3 separate regions of the Sus scrofa genome follow, and all the other regions are linked to region 3. The links are chromatin contacts, called in public HiChIP or PLAC-seq maps. All regions are on one chromosome and are shown on one strand. The core of a region is the stretch at or near the end of the contact, and the rest is flanking DNA. Distances in the headings are between cores, read along the strand shown.

Region 1 (2,970 bases), core at 268-2,767, 68 kb before region 3:
TTCTCCAAGTGAAGAATGTGAGCTTGCTATTTTGTACCCAATGGATCCCCAAGAGACTTGGAAGCTAAATTTTCCAGTTTTTTTCCTATGTGGTTGGTGGTTTCACACATTCTCTCCAAGGAGTCAAAATACTTAGCCCTTTGCTAAATTTCCCGGCGTCATACAGATGGGCAAGAACTGAGGCATCTCATCCAACTAGCCTCCCAGCAGAGGCAGGCATTTCCTCTCAAGCTCCTGAGTGCTTGGCCACCCAGCCTCTGCCTGAACAAGTCTGGTGGCAGAACCCCACACCTGACCAGGAAGCCTGCTTGTTTCTGAGCATCTCTGAGCACACTCTTACTGATGTGAAACCTGCCTCCCTGCAAAGGCCATATTTTAAATCATATTGTCTAAACACTAAAAATTTGAGTTCCTGCTATGGCACAGTGGGTTAAGAATCCAACTGCAGTGGCTCGGGTTGCTGGAGAGGCACAGGTTCAATTCCTGCCCCGGGAACTTCCATATGCTGTGGTACAGCCACAAAATAAATAAAATAAAATAGCTTAAAAAATAAACACTAAAAAGTAGTGTATTCCCTTTGCCACGTGAGGATTCCTTAACTATCTGAAGAATGCTATCATGCCTTTCTCTAAGCTTCTCTTGTCCCAATGAACCGTCCTACTTTCTTCTGTATTTCTCATAAAATAACTAACATTATTCTAAAATAACAAGTGCAGGCACAGAGTTAAGGGGTTTACATGGATTATCTCACTGAATTTTTAGAGGACACTCCACAGATGTGACCCATTTTTACAGATGAGGAGACAGAGGCTTAACACTTTTCAGTGTTTCCACATCCCTCCCCATTCTGGCTGCTTGCCTCAGATTCATGCTTTTGTCTCCTTGACCCTTTTTATTTTTTTTCTGTCTTTTTGCTATTTCTTTGGGCTGCTCCCTTGGCATATGGAGGTTCCCAGGCTAGGGGTCAAATCGGAGCTGTAGCCACTGGCCTACACCAGAGCCACAGCAACGCGGGATCCGAGCCGCGTCTGCAACCTACACCACAGCTCACGGCAACTGCCGAATCGTTAACCCACTGAGCAAGGGCAGGGACCGAACCCGCAACTTCATGGTTCCTAGTTGGATTCGTTAACCACTGCGCCACGATGGGAACTCCTCCTTGACCCTTTTAAACACAGCTAAGCCCCGCCCTGTAGACACCATCAGGCTAGCATTAGGGGCTTCTTGATCCCTGGATTGGCAGGGGAGGATCTGTGTCCATGTTTGTGGGGAATACACACAAGCAGAAAGAGCTGCTAAGATGGGTGTCTTGCTTGCTTGTCTTGTGAGTATCACCCCCTGCCCCCTAGCTCTGAGAACCTGCCTGCCTACTCTTCAAACCTGTCCAAGCACAGCCCATTGCAGCTGCTTCACAGACTCTTGTTTCTGGAGAACTCTCCAGACACTCTTTAGGTAGGTGGGAAGAGCGAATATTTTGTCACTCCTGTTCCCACCTTTCGGAACCAGAGAGAGACTCAAAGGGCTGGGAGCTGTCCAGCGTAGTGCATGTGAGTCATCCAGAAACGATTCTGTCCTCCCAGCTTCTCCTAACCTGGGCCGGAGATTTGAAAACAACAATAGCAACAACAAAATACCTCTATCACCTTCGTGACAATCTATACATAACTAAGGTGTTAGTTGCTGTTCTCTAAGCAGAGCAATGGTCACCGTGCCATATATAACCTGCTTGCTCCTATGGGAAACCTGAAGTGGGCAAAACAAATCTGTATAAGCGGATTCCCTATAGGTAGGTCTAGATATAAATATTTCCTCACAGAGCTCTAAGCTGAAAGCCACAGCAGCAAAAGGCAATAGCGAGCCGATGAATGCCGGGCCCTACCCAAGGTGGATGACGCATGAGGACGCTCAAGAGTTTCTGGTAGGGCCAAAAGGAGAGAAGAGAAAGAGCTTCAAACAGAACCTTTGAAAAACCCAATGACATGGAGTTGAAAACTGTACTTTTGCAATTTATGTTGGATCAAAATGCATTTTTACCCAATTAAGCAGAAATTTGAGCAAAAGGAGAAATGCAGGTGGTCATAATCCAACAAGGCTGAGCTTCTTGGGGCAAGGACAAGGTCACAACTGACTTTGGCTACTTGTGCTGCCAAGCATTTAGTAAATGCCTCAACTGTGTGTGGTGGGGGTGTGGGGGCACGCACTGCATTTGCTCATCCTTCGGATCACTCATATGACCAAAGCTTGCTCTCAAGTTCCTGAATCACTGGGAATTTCAGAATCAGACTACAGCAAAGTCCTCTCTAACCCTAATGAAGAATGGATGGAAGAAATGTTCTTTTAAACATATTCTGTTAAAAAATACGAGGAATGGTCAGAATTCACAGCATAAGGTGTAAAAAACCCAACCAAAACAAACCAAAAGCCCCTCTCTGTTTCTTCTATATTAGAGTCCTCTTTCCGCTGCTTGATAATTTGGTGGGGAGGAAAGCGATGCAAAGGAAAACCTCTGTGTTTTCTCAATGCCATCAGAGGTGGTTTTCTCGAAGGAGTGGTAATGTGGTTTAGTTATTCACTGGCGCATGTTTCTTTCAAGTGAGTCATGAGGGAAGATTAATTTATCTGAATGAATCTATGTCCACTGTGGGAAAAGTGGGTCAGAAGACCACTCTACTGTGTGCTAAGATTGGAAAAGAAATAAGGCACTTCCTGTTTTAGGAAGTTGGAAGTGACAGTCAGTAGAAAATTGTCATGAAACCTGAATCAGCTGTGTATGATGGAAAACTATTAAGTACTTATGCTTAGATTTACATGTATTTCAAATATAATCAGGGTCCATTCCCAATGAATTCACTTTCAATCTAGCTTATGGCTACACTCTCTTCACTGCCCCTCAGAATTGTCATGTAACTGTTCTTACTGCTTCTAATCCAGGTGCTTTCGTTGACCTAGCATCCTTTTCCCCTGAGTGCT
Region 2 (3,412 bases), core at 309-2,808, 92 kb before region 3:
GGATCCCGCGTTGCTGTGGCTCTGGCGTAGGCTGGCAGCTACAGCTCCGATTTGACCCCTAGCCTGGGAACTCCATATGCCACAGGAGTGGCCCAAGAAATGGCAAAAAGACAAAAAATAAAACCATAATTCAACAACTACACACTCACTGAATTGGTTGAAGTTAAAAAGATATTCAGTACCAACTAGTGACAAAGACATGGAGGAACTGAGACTCTCCTACAAGTCTGGTGGGAAAGTAGAATGATATAACCACTTTGGAAAACAATTTGCCAGTTTCTTAAGCAGTTAAATATACATGTGCCATAAAATACAACTATTCTATTCCTCGGTATTTCGAGAGAATTGAAAGCCTATGTCCATAGAGAGATTTTTACATAAATGTTTATAGAAGCTTTCTTTGTAATATCCAAGTACCCATCAATAGATGAATGGATAAACAAGGTATGGTATATCCATGCAATGGAATATTATATGGATAGAGATCAAAATAATTATACTGAGCAAGGGAGACAGACCCCCCCTCCCCAAAATAAATAGAACTATATTCTTTTATTTATACAAAATTCTTAAAAATATAAACCAATTTATAGCGTCAGAAAACAATCAGTGGTTGCCTGGGTAGGTGGCAGAGGTGAGTAGAAAGGAATGAGATGGAGCAATTATAAAGGGGCACGAGAAAATTTTGAGGCTGCTGGTAGATAAGTTCATTACCTTGATTGTGATTGTTTTCATGAGGGGTATACACATGTCAAAATAAACTGTGCACTTTAAATATATGCAGTTTCTTGTATGTCAGTCATATCTCACCAAAGCTGTTAAAAACATTAAAACCATTGATTTGATAAGATATTGAGAACTTAAAAAAAAAATCAACCTGACCATCCCTATTAACAGAGAAAAAGAGACTTTGATAATTAATAAAGAGATTCTCATTCCAGAGCAAATCATACCATGAAGGCTATTTCTTGCAAAGTTTTGCTTACCTGTTTGTTGGGTTTTTTTTTTTTTTTTTTTTTTGCCTTATCTATTGTTTTTTTCTGTTTGTTTTGTGGGTTTTTTTTTTTGTTTGTTTTTTAGGGCTGTAGGAGCGCTGTATGGAAGTTCCCAGGCTGGGAGTCCAATCAGAGCCACAGCCACACCAGATTTGAGTAGGGTCTGCAACCTATACCACAACTCATAGCAACGCCAGATCTTAACACGCTGAGCAGGGCCAGGGATCAAAACTGCGTCCTCATGGATACTATTCAGATTTGCTTCTGCTGAGTCACAATGGGAACTCCATGCCTTATCTATTGTTGATACCAGTTCCTGGGGGGTCTCCATAAGAGGGTTTTGATATAGAATAAGCAAAAATCAATGTCTAAAAGCCATCTAGAAGACATCCTCTCATTTAAAATTAAAAATGATCTATTTATCATCATTACAGAGGGAGGAGAAGAATTTCTTTACTGATGATTATAACCCATACTTGTTATTAAGCGTGGAATTAAAGCAGTCTCAGCTAAACTTGGAGTTGGGACAAGCCTGTAGGGGGAGCTCTCATGGGCTCTACGCATTATCACTTACTCCAGACAGTAAGTAACCTATGCATACATCTGGGACAGGAAAGTGAAAGTGTTGCCTACATTACTATTAGGCAGGAAGAAGAGAACGCTGCCCCATGACAGTCCAGCCAATCAGAAACTGTAGCAGCCTAATCAATGAGAAGCCTTCAGACTTTGGACTCTCAGCTTCCTCCAAGGGATTTTTTATTTACTAGAGCCCCTTCCACCCCTCCTCTTTTTCCTATAAAAAGCAAGTTCCCCTTCCTTGCTTCCGGATTCACTTACGGTCCCCCATGCCTCATATATTCTAAATTACAATTCCTCTGGCTCTCCTGGAATAAACCTGCTTTTGCTGGTAAAATAACTATCATATTATTAAAATGGACAGAATTTATAGCCAAAGTCTAGTCTTAAAAATCATTACTGAGTATATAAACAAGAAGAGTAGAATGTTCAGCTTAGTGAATTGATTTCCTTTGGGTCTTACAAGGGTATTAGGTCTATTCCTTCTTTTATATTCTAATGTGGAAATATAAAACTACTTTATATAAAACCTGGATTCATTTTGCAAAAATAAATAGGATGTCTTTGGAACCCATAGAGATCAGGTGGAAAGACTGTTCATTATCTGCCCTCCTGCCTCAGCTGTAGCTTCCAAATGGAAGAAACATCTTTACAGAGAGGTGTGTTACCATGAAGTGCAGTTCTCTGTTGGATTGGGGTCTAAGGAAAACATAGGCGAAAGAGGGCTGGGATATGTCTCAGAGAGCATCACCTAAAGCAGATGAACCAGAGGACAGGACACAAAAGCTTGTTCTCTTGCTTGGACTTTGCTTTTTGACTGTTCTTCAGCATATTCTGGAATTGTGGTACAAAATTACTTGTCATCTGGTGATAACTCTCATCACATTGTTTGTGCTGCTCAGTTCCAAACATTGTGGCTCTTCAGAAACTAAATGTTGAGGAATTTACATCAAGAACACTGAAGCAACCTGTGAGATGTATGGAATATTAAAAACTGTTAAAATATGGGATTGTGGAACCTTCCTACACTACTGGTGGGAATGCAAATTGGTAAAACCACTATAGAAAACAGTATTATATTCCTGAAAACTAAATATAGAACTACCATATGATCTAGCAATCCCACCCCTGGGCATATAGCTGGACAAAAGTTTCTTTCAAAAAGATATATGCATCCCTATGGTCGCTGCAGCACTATTCACAATAGCCAAGACAGGGAAACAACCTAAATGTCCATCAATAGATGAATGGATTAAGAAGATGTGGTACATATACACAATGGAAGACTACTCAGCCATAAAAAGAACAAAATAATGCCATTTGTAGCAACATGCTTGCAACCAGAGATTCTCATTACTATGTGAAGTAAGTCAGAAAGAGAAAGACAAATACCATATGATTTCACTTATATGTAGAATCTAAAATGTGGCATAGGTGAACTTGTCTACAAAACAGAAACAGACTCACCAACGTGGAGAGCAGACCTGTAGTTGCCAAGGGGGAGAGGGAGGGAGTGGGATGGACTGGGATTTGGGGGTTAGTAGATGGAAACTATTGCATTTGGAATGGAGAAGCAATGAGGTGCTGCTTTGTAGCACAGGGAACTATATCCAATCACTTGTGATAGAGCATGATGGAGAATGGTATGAGAAAAAGAATGACTGGGTCACTTTGCTCTACAGCAGAGATTGACAGAATATTGCAAACCAACTATACTTTAATAAAAAAAACCCTTAAAAACCTGGGATCAGGATTGGCTGCTATAGGCATAGATTTGGTATGAATACACAAATAATAATGCCGTTCTTTGAGACTGGCTTGAAACAATCATTTGAAGAGAG
Region 3 (3,190 bases), core at 393-2,892:
ATGAGCTCTGGTTCTGAAGTGAGAAAGGGTGTTTACATTCTGGAAGAGAAATGTCTTACATCAGGGCTGTTCCTGACCCATCCCTCTCCCTAGCAGCTTCTTCCTCTGTGGGATGGCTGTGACAGCCATGGAGGTGGTTTGGGACCCAGAAGAAATGAACCTGAGCACAAAGGAAGGTCAGCTTTTAGCAAGCATCCATAGAGCCCCTGGCTGCCATTGTCCTGTAAAAACTCCCTCCCTGGACAGGTGCGGGAAGCTGCTTGAGGAGGGGTCTTTTGTTGGCCCAGTGTCTGTCACAGTGCCTCACACAGAGCACAGTTCTGGGGGCAGGTGCTCAGCAGACATCCAGTAAATCAATGAATTGTAAACGACATGGGCAAGAACACTTTTCAGAGGACATACTGGTAGAAGTTCTTAACCTACTTCAGTTAACAGCTTTCTCTGAACAGTACTTACATTAACTATAACAATGGTTACTATTTATTAAATGTCTACTCTCTGCCAAGAAAAGGCATATATTATTTCCTTACATTCCACAAAGTCAAGAGTTCTACAAAACAGGGATTTCTCTCCCCAGTTAATAGCTGAGGGAGGGCACAGCTGAGAAGACTCTTGGGCTCCAAGTCTGAGAATCTCACCTGAGCCCATACAGACAGTAAGCCAGGGTTCCAAGCCCTTCACAAGCACAGAAGCCCCTGCTTTTCCACATGCCATTTCTCCACGCCGCCCCTCACCCTGCCCTGGTCTCGGAGTCCTGTCTTGCAGCCCCTGTAAGAAAGGGTGACTTTAAAGGAGGCAGAGGATGGCAATTCCATTCCCCTGATGCAGGGCAGCTATGCATTCTTGTTTCTTCCTCTAGCAAACAGGCTTGAATTCAGCATAGAAGGAATGCTGGGTGAGTAGCCCCATTCCAGATATCTGTGTTGCCACACTTAGGAACTCCCATCCACGGGCAGGGCGGTCCAGTACCTTAGTCCCTCAACCCTCCTGGAGAACCCCCTCGCCTCTCCCTCCCACTTTCCACTGGTGATGCCCACACACAGCTCCGCTTTTCTTCCTCCACTGACTGGCTTCAAGGCCAGGTTTTCACTCCCTAGGAAAACCTTGCTACAGGTATTATTCTATGGACAGTTCCTGGCACCAAATATGTACTCACTAAATATTTACTGAATTACATTCTAAATTCTAGACAAAAGAAGGCGGCCAGGGAGCCAGAATAAAACTGAAAAACTGAGGAGGTGGGGGAGGGGGCATGCCTCTTTCCTTTCCTGTCTCCCTGCCCCCAGTAGGGAAGCAGCAGCGTTATTTAGTGTTAATGCTGTCATTTGATTACAGTAATATCCAAACAGATTGAAAAGCTCCAATGAATGCCAGAGTAGAAGTGCACACACAGGGGGCTGTTTCCTTGGAAATATTTCAGCTGTAATTACTCCCCAAGGAGAAATATCCAAACAACTTCCTTGACCCTCTGGGAAAGAGAAGTAACAATTGGACAGAAAGTCATTTCTGTGGCCTGTGTCTCCAGCGGGTGGGGGGTGGGGGCGCATGCGCGTGGGGCTGCACCTTCCACGTGTCCTGTCCACAGGGCGCCTTTGACAGCCGGTCTATTCAAACGCTGGGGCCGTGGGCTGGCGGAGCGGTGCCTGCCGCCGCAGTGGCTGAGATCATGCTGTTGATTTTGTTTTACAGAGAGCAGCCCAGCCTGTTGTGCAGAGTACAGAATGTTCTCTTCTGTGAACTGAGCTTGAACTTTTCCAACCCACTTTGTTTGAGGAACCATACAGACACGGAGGGGGAAAAACAGGGAAGATAACCCCCAAATTGTTGAAATCGTTGTGTTCTCTCTGATTTGGGCCCTGATCATTTGCTTTTCACATCTTGAAATTAAAAATCCCAAGCATTACAGTTCTTGGAAGAACAAAAAGCCTGTGATGTCCTTTCTCTGAGTCAGCACTCAGGCTTGCACTTTGGAAATGAACAAGTCTGTCACCATCTCTCCTAGATTTCTTTCTTTCTTCCTTTCTTGTTCCCTCGTAGGCATTCAAGGGACTATGACAACAAAAGATACTTTCCTATAAGGAAAAGGAAGGCCTCCAGGGCCTGTGACTTCTTTCAGGTGTTCAGGCTCTCAAGAGATGTTACAGGGGTTCCCCAATTTACTATATGGCCTGAGAGAATAGATAGTAAGGGTTTTGGGTCCTTTGCCTCCACGTAAATTACCAACTCAAGAGGTGTAACCAATGCTTGGTAAGATGATCTGAAATTTCTCTTTGAAGACAATCTTTGCCTAGTTTTAGGGCTGAGTCTCCAATTTAGAGGCACACTGATAAATAGTTTAGGGTATGCTTGGAGGATCTGAGGGTAAGACCTCTATCAGATAGGCAACAGTAGATTTCAACCTATTACTACTTTCTTTTTTTCTCTTTTTAGGGTCCTACCCAAGGCATATGGAAGTTCCCAGGCAAGGGGTCAAATTGGAGTTACAGCTGCTGGCCTACACCACAGCCACAGCAACACCAGATCCATCCGAGTTGCGTCTGCAACCTACGCTGCAACTCACGGCAATGCTGGATCCTTAACCCAACTGAGCTGGGGGCGAGGGATCAAACCTGTGACCTCATGGGTACTAGTTGGGTTCATTTCTGCTGAGCCACAGTGGGAACTCCATCAACTTATTATTACTTTTAATAGCAGTGGATTCTTTTTTTCTTTTTTTGTCTTTTGTCTTTTTAGGACCGCACCTGAGGCATATGGAGGTTCCCAGGCTAGGGGTCAAATAGGAGCTGTAGCTGCCGGCCTATACCACAGCCACTGCAAAGCCAGATCCAAGCTGTGTCTGTGACCTACAACACAGCAATGCCAGACTGATGACCCACTGAGCAAGGCCAGGGATCGAACCCGCATCCTCATGGATACTAGTCAGATTCGTTTCTGCTGAGCCACAGCGGGAACTCCAAGTCTTGTAGATCTTGTTCACTGCCGGAAAGTGGGAGATTCCTGCAAGAGTGTCTTTACTTCTGAGATGCTTCTAGTTCCTGGATGTTCCTTGTCCCCTGTGACCATTTTTATTTTTAAAGTCAGCATGCTATCAGAATATTGGTTAATTAGTTCATTCATTCTATAGACGCCCATAGAATATTTGCTATGTTTAAGTTATTGGATGGTTTTTAGTGATTGGGAGATGAGTAAG

What was found. HiChIP or PLAC-seq counts read pairs in DNA pulled down with a chosen protein or histone mark.
Region 1: a contact with region 3 is called in an H3K27ac HiChIP or PLAC-seq map of alveolar macrophages. The contact joins two enhancer-like sites. A contact is called at or near these places in 1 of 47 Hi-C or Micro-C datasets (epiblast stem cells) and 2 of 2 datasets of contacts at active chromatin or transcription factors (alveolar macrophages and skeletal muscle).
Region 2: a contact with region 3 is called in an H3K27ac HiChIP or PLAC-seq map of alveolar macrophages. The contact joins two enhancer-like sites. A contact is called at or near these places in 5 of 47 Hi-C or Micro-C datasets (alveolar macrophages, embryonic fibroblasts, epiblast stem cells and 2 more) and 1 of 2 datasets of contacts at active chromatin or transcription factors (alveolar macrophages).

The regions. Positions count from the first base shown.
Region 1 is chr1:223,724,599-223,727,568 of Sscrofa11.1, forward strand. All of the region lies in intron 2 of KLF9 (Kruppel like factor 9), which reads right to left. Among named protein-coding and RNA genes, the nearest start is that of KLF9, 22 kb to the right of the region's middle. Within about 2 kb of position 1,518, at least 5 of the 83 cell types and tissues checked have an H3K27ac peak or open chromatin away from gene starts, as enhancers often do. A contact at or near this core is called in alveolar macrophages, where this site is marked.
Region 2 is chr1:223,700,258-223,703,669 of Sscrofa11.1, forward strand. No RefSeq gene overlaps it. Among named protein-coding and RNA genes, the nearest start is that of KLF9, 46 kb to the right of the region's middle. Within about 2 kb of position 1,559, at least 13 of the 83 cell types and tissues checked have an H3K27ac peak or open chromatin away from gene starts, as enhancers often do. A contact at or near this core is called in alveolar macrophages, where this site is marked.
Region 3 is chr1:223,792,674-223,795,863 of Sscrofa11.1, forward strand. All of the region lies in intron 2 of LOC110255683 (a long non-coding RNA gene), which reads right to left. Among named protein-coding and RNA genes, the nearest start is that of KLF9, 47 kb to the left of the region's middle. Within about 2 kb of position 1,643, at least 45 of the 83 cell types and tissues checked have an H3K27ac peak or open chromatin away from gene starts, as enhancers often do. A contact at or near this core is called in alveolar macrophages, where this site is marked.